Linked DNA regions of Anas platyrhynchos: region 2 is linked to region 1. The links are chromatin contacts, called in public Hi-C maps. All regions are on one chromosome and are shown on one strand. Each heading gives the region's core, a stretch centred on a gene start, on an enhancer-like site or on the middle of the called end of the contact. The rest is flanking DNA. Distances are from core to core; before and after follow the strand shown.

Evidence for each region. Hi-C and Micro-C count contacts between places; a contact is called where the count stands out from the background.
Region 2: a Hi-C map of liver shows a contact between it and region 1, with 2.9 times the contacts expected there. The contact joins the promoter of SDC3 here to the enhancer-like site in region 1. A contact is called at or near these places in 3 of 8 Hi-C or Micro-C datasets (liver, skeletal muscle and subcutaneous adipose tissue).

What each region holds. Positions count from the first base shown.
Region 1 is chr24:5,401,430-5,404,129 of IASCAAS_PekinDuck_T2T, forward strand. No RefSeq gene overlaps it. Among named protein-coding and RNA genes, the nearest start is that of LAPTM5, 48 kb to the left of the region's middle. Within about 2 kb of position 1,417, at least 1 of the 8 cell types and tissues checked has an H3K27ac peak or open chromatin away from gene starts, as enhancers often do.
Region 2 is chr24:5,575,987-5,578,860 of IASCAAS_PekinDuck_T2T, forward strand. SDC3 (syndecan 3) reads right to left here and starts at 1,459. Exons shown (of 5, transcript XM_038167345.2): 1 at 1,221-1,459. The coding sequence starts at 1,328.

The DNA of each region.
Region 1 (2,700 bases), core at 167-2,666:
GAAACACAGGGAAGTCAACGTGGGGTTTCTCTTCTGTTACAGTACCAAGGTGCAAACCCCTGAGATTTCCATCATTAAGCAGGAAGCAGCATTTCTAATTAAGCTAATCAACACGGACCAATTACTGGAGCCCAGACTGAGTGGCTACCCCGTGTCTGTGAGAATTCTGCATCCGTACAAGAACACGCACAGCTTTAAGCCCATAGGATCATGGTGCTTCAAGTCCTTATTTAAAAAGGAAACCAAACAGGGTCACTGTGGTACAAGCACCAGCACACAGTTCTGCAGGGGCAAGCGTAAACCCTGACAGCATCAATAGCACAGGGAGCACTTGAATGCCAAGTGGGAGGCATCTCAGGGCCCTTCAAACAAGGCTTGACAGCACTTGGACACCAGCACCTTTGTTCCCCCAAGGCCACAGCTGCAGGGCCCATTGTCATTCATGGGCCTCCCCAGCAGATTAGGTGGCGGAGCAAAATGCATCTTAATAGCATCTTGTGTGGCAAAGACGCTTTAACAATTTAATGCAATTTCTTTACAAGCATGAGGGGCAACAGAAGCTTCTTAAACAGTCACTCAATTAGCTTTATCCCACTTCATCTGCTGGAGTTTCCTTGTGAGAAGTCACCTTGATGAATTTGTCTTTTTCTGACCTCTCTCTTTTCCCCTGTTGGTGATGCAAAGAAACTGGTGATGAGGAAGAGAAACAGCTTTCTTTCCAGTTCTCTCAATACCACAGGCCCCACTGGTGTGGCAGCATGGCTCTGGGAGCAAGGCACAGCCCCAAGCAAGGGGCTCTTTGCAAACTGAGCTTGAAAAAGAAGTCAAAAGACACTCATCCTCTCTGCCTGTATGGGATTTTCTCCCCCCTTTCCCCTGAAATCTCATCTCCAAAGACAGATCACTTCCTAGCATTAGGATTCACATGGCCAAAATTCAGACCTCTTAGAGGTGCCCAGTCCCCAGCTGCCTGGCAAGGAGGGTTGGCGATGGGCAGAGTAGCTTCACACGTGCTCTCCCCATGCAGCTTTTCCTTCCTCCGGCTTTTGTTTACTCCTCTAATCTCTGCCTTTGTTCAGCCTGATGCTCAGAGAGAGGAGTGACTCATAACAACGCACGCACTCCAGAAATGCAGTGAGATCTTTCAACTGCTCCATCTCCATTATAACATTTTAAAGGTTTTTTTAATGGATTGGATCATCTCAGGTACATGCAGCAAACCTCACTGGCAAACCTCAGCAAGAGCTTATGAATACTTGCGAGGGAGGTCAGATTTCCAGCTCAAATACTACTCAAGGCTCATGGAAACATCACCAGGCAGGCAGAGATGAAGCAGTGACAGAGCCGTTCAAGGTTGTTATTGAGAGATGGCAGTGTTGTGCTTGTGCCTGCATCCCCGCACTGTGCAGTCCTGGGGAGAGAGCTCAGCAGGGGCACTAAAGAAATTAAAAGGTATCAAGGAGATGAACACACCAAGAGGCTCATCTGCTGTGGAAACCACTGCCCATGGGACAAATTCAGCTATCACACAGGCTGGCACAGCTCCCTGATGTTCATTTTGCATTTGGAGGGAACTTTGAGAGCCCAAATTGAGGGTGTTAGGCTGCTGCTACTGCCTTGAGTGCCTCTGCGACCAGCCAGGTATTAACTGACAAGCAGAGCAGCTCATTAGAGCAGCAGCAGCAGCAGCTCTGCACCCTGGGGAAGGGACACCTTTTCCTATTGGGCAGGTTATTAATTAATTATGAAGAAACAGAGTACTGTAATAATGCACAGGGCACCTGCAAGCACCAGGCTCTGCATCCCAACACGGGGAGATGGAGAGAAGCTGGAGTGAGGGGAGCCAAAACTTCTGCAGGGCACAGCAGGCTTGGGGGGTGTCGGAGAATAACGGGACTCTGAGCCCATAATAACACAAGTACATGGACTCCAGATCATCATTTATATCTTAACGGGGCTTGGGAGTCCATCTTGCCCATGCTTGGGAGTGAGATGGACTCTTTATTTAGCTTGTTCACTGCCACAGCTGACGCTATGGGGGAGCCTTTGGAGCGGCACATGCGGTATTATCTTAGCTCAGAAGTGGGGGTGGAAGTGGGGGCTGCAAACAATCACAGGCTGCTGGGTTGCAGTTGAAAGGAATGTTCCTTTTGTTAGGATGAACTCCCTAGCCAGACCTCTCAAATATTAAATATTAATAATTTTCCCACTGCATGGGGCAGCGCTCACAAGGGGCTGGTGTCCACTCTGGTACAAGCTCATGCTGTGAGCTCAGGAAAAATGCTTCCTCTCCTGATTTCCATGTCAAATGTAAGCTCTTTGGGGCAAGAGATGTCTCTCCCCTTAAATATTTGCAAAGGACCTAGAAATGCAGCTTCTAAACACCTCTTGACATCGGAAAAATCTGGCTGAGCTGGGGACATATCTGCGCAGCTAAAAGACAGACCAGCACATGCGATCAGGCACACACCTGCAGCCAGCCTTTCTGTGCCTCATTTATGGGAAAAGAATTGCAAAGGAGCCCGTGTATTTGCTTGTGCTTGGTGGTGGGGTTTGCATTTAGCTCTGCTGTTGAAAGCGACAGAGTGCTCTGCAATGATAAAAAGCCTATGAGCAGAAGGCATAAATTCATCGTAACAGACCTTTATTCCACTGGACAATGAGCTGGGGTCTGCAACTGCTGAAAAAAAGAAAATAGAA
Region 2 (2,874 bases), core at 209-2,708, 170 kb after region 1:
AGGGCGGGCTCCGTGGCATTAAATCCAGCATTAAATCCAGCAGGGTGCCCAGCACCGAGCAGCCAGGCCCTGGGACTTTTTCACGAGGGAAGGGAAAGGCAGGGCAGGCAGCCTGCATCCCTCCCTGCCTGCTTCCCACACCCCGAGGAGCCGTGCGGTGCCACCATCGCTCCGCGCGCAGGGAAAGCCCCGTTCTGGGACCCGGCACGCACAGCATCGCCCTACAGCCGCCACCCCAAGAGCCACCCGGGTCCCTCAGGTGTCCCCATAACCAAACCACGGCACGGGGAGTGCAGGGCACGGGGAACCTGCTCGAGGCTGGCTCCGGCATTGGGGTTCCCCTGGCTGCACGGGGGACGGGAGTGCCACAGCCCTGACCCCTTCCCCCTGCCCAAATCCCTCTCCTGGGAGCGGGGCTGGAAAATCCTCCTGGATGGGGAGCCGGGAACCAGAGAGGGGATGGGAAACGTTGGGATCGGGGGGTCTCAGCCCCACAGGGGGGGCAGCACCGGGGCAGGGCTGGATCTTTGCAGGGTCGGGGCCAAACCCCACAAGTTTCTCTCCCCCTCCAGAAGCGGGGAGGGGGCACAGGTGGGATTTTCCCCCCGGCCGCCCATCGGGGCTGCTTCAAGGCGTGTTTCCCCATGACCTTCAAACGGCATCTACCTGCAGCCCCCCCCCGCGCACCCTGGCACCCTGCGCCCCCCCCTCGGCTGCCTGCACCCCAAAAACCTCAGCCTGCACCCGGCTGGGGGCGAGCATCACTTGGGGGGGGGGGGGGACACATCCCTTGGGGACAGGAGCATCCCTTGGGGCCGGGAGGACACACGCTGGGGGGAGGAACACGGCTTAGGGGGGCACCCTCTGAGGGGGGGGGCATCCCTTGGGGTTGGGGGGAGCATCCTTTGGGGGGGGGGGACTGTAGGGGAGGAGGTTGTAGGGGGTGTGGGGAGAGGTTGGGGTGGGGGGCTGCTGCTCTTCAGGGGGGCTGCAGCGGGTGGGGGGGGTGGGGGGGGGCTGAAGATATTTTTATAGCTTCGCTCTGCCCCAAAACTCCCCATCACCCCCCCAAAACCAAACCAAACCAAACCAAACCCGAACCCCACCCTCCAAAGACCCGCGCCCACCCCCCGACATCCAACATCGGGGTCCCCTTCCCCTCACCCTTACCCCCCTAAACGCCCCCCCCCCCCAGACCCCTCGCCCCCCCCCACACTCACCGCGGCGGGGCGGGCTCCCCCCCCCAGCAGCAGCAGCAGCAGCAGCAGCGGCACCGCGAGGCCCCGCGGGCCCCGGGCGGGCGGCGGCGGCGGCGGCTCCGCGGGCATCTTCGGGCAGCGGCGGCGGCGGCGGGGCGGGGACGGAGCCTTTGTTGCCGCCGCCGCCCGCGGGAGGCGGTGTGCGAGCGGGGAGGGGGGGGGGGCCGCCGCCGAGCCGCCCGGCACAGCCCCAGCCCCAGCCCCAGCCCCAGACCCTCCCCGGCACGGCTCGGCACGGCTCGGCCCTCCCCCGGCCCGCACGGCTCTGCCCCGCCCCGCCCCGCCTCGCTGAGAGGGGAGGGGGACGCCCCTAAAGGGGGGGGGGTATGGGGTATGGGGGGGTGTGGGAGGGTATGGGGGAAATTGGGGGTGGGGGGGGTATGGGGGGTATGGGGGGGTTGGGGGAATATGGGGGGAGTAAGGGGAATATGGGGTGTGGGGGGGATTGGGAGGGTTGGGGGGAATGGGGGGGTTGGGGGAAAATTGGGGGTGGGGGGGTTATGGGGTGGCAGGGGGGAATGGGAGGGTGGGGGGGAAATGGGAGGGTATGGGGGAATCTGGGGGAATCTGGGGGGTGGGGGGAAATGAGGGGTTAGGGGGAATATGGGAGGGGTTGGGGGAATAAGGGGGGCAGGGGAAATATGGGGAGTTGGGGGGAATGGGGGGTGTGGGGGGGATTGGGAGGGTTGGGGGGGTTATGGGGGAGTTGGGGGGAATGGGAGGGTGGGGGGGAAATGGGAGGGTATGGGGGATTCTGGGGGAATCTGGGGGGTGGGGGGGAAATGAGGGGTTAGGGGGAATATCAGGGGTAGGGGGAATATGGGGAGTTGGGGGAAATGGGGGGTGTGGGGAGGATGGGGAGGGTTGGGGAGAATGGGGGTTTGGGGGGAAAATTGGGGTTGGGGGGTTATGGGGTGGCAGGGGGGAATGGGAGGGTGGAGGGAAAATGGGAGGGTATGGGGGATTCTGGGGGAATCTGGGGGGTGGGGGGGAAATGAGGGGTTAGGGGGAATATGGGAGGGGTTGGGGGAATAGGGGGGCAGGGGGAATATGGGGAGTTGGGGGAAATGGGGGGTGTGGGGGGATTGGGAGGGTTGGGGGGAATGGGGAGGTTGGGGGAAAATTGGGGTTGGGGGGTTATGGGGTGGCAGGGGGGAATGGGAGGGGAGAAGGAATATAGGGGGTAAGGGGGAAAATAGGGGGTGAGGGGGAAATGGGGGGTTAGGGGGAATATGGGACGGGTGGGGGGAATGGGGAAATATGGGGGAAAATTGGCAGTGGGGGGAATGGGAGGGTGGGGGGAAAATGGGAGGGTATGGGGGAATATGAGGGGTGGGGGGGGAAATGTGGGGTTAGGGAGAATATGGGAGGGGTGGGGGGAATGGGGGCTTTGGGGGAAAAATTGGGGGTGGGGGGGTATGGGGGGTTGGGGAGAATGGGCAGGTAAGGGGAATATGGGGAGTTGGGGGGATTGGGAGGGTTGGGGGAATGGGGGGGTTGGGGGAAAATTGGGGTTGGGGGGTTATAGGGTGGTAGGGGGAATGGGAAATGGGGGGAATATGGGGGGTGGGGAGGTTATGGGGGGATTTGTGGGGATATGGGGTGGAGGGGAATA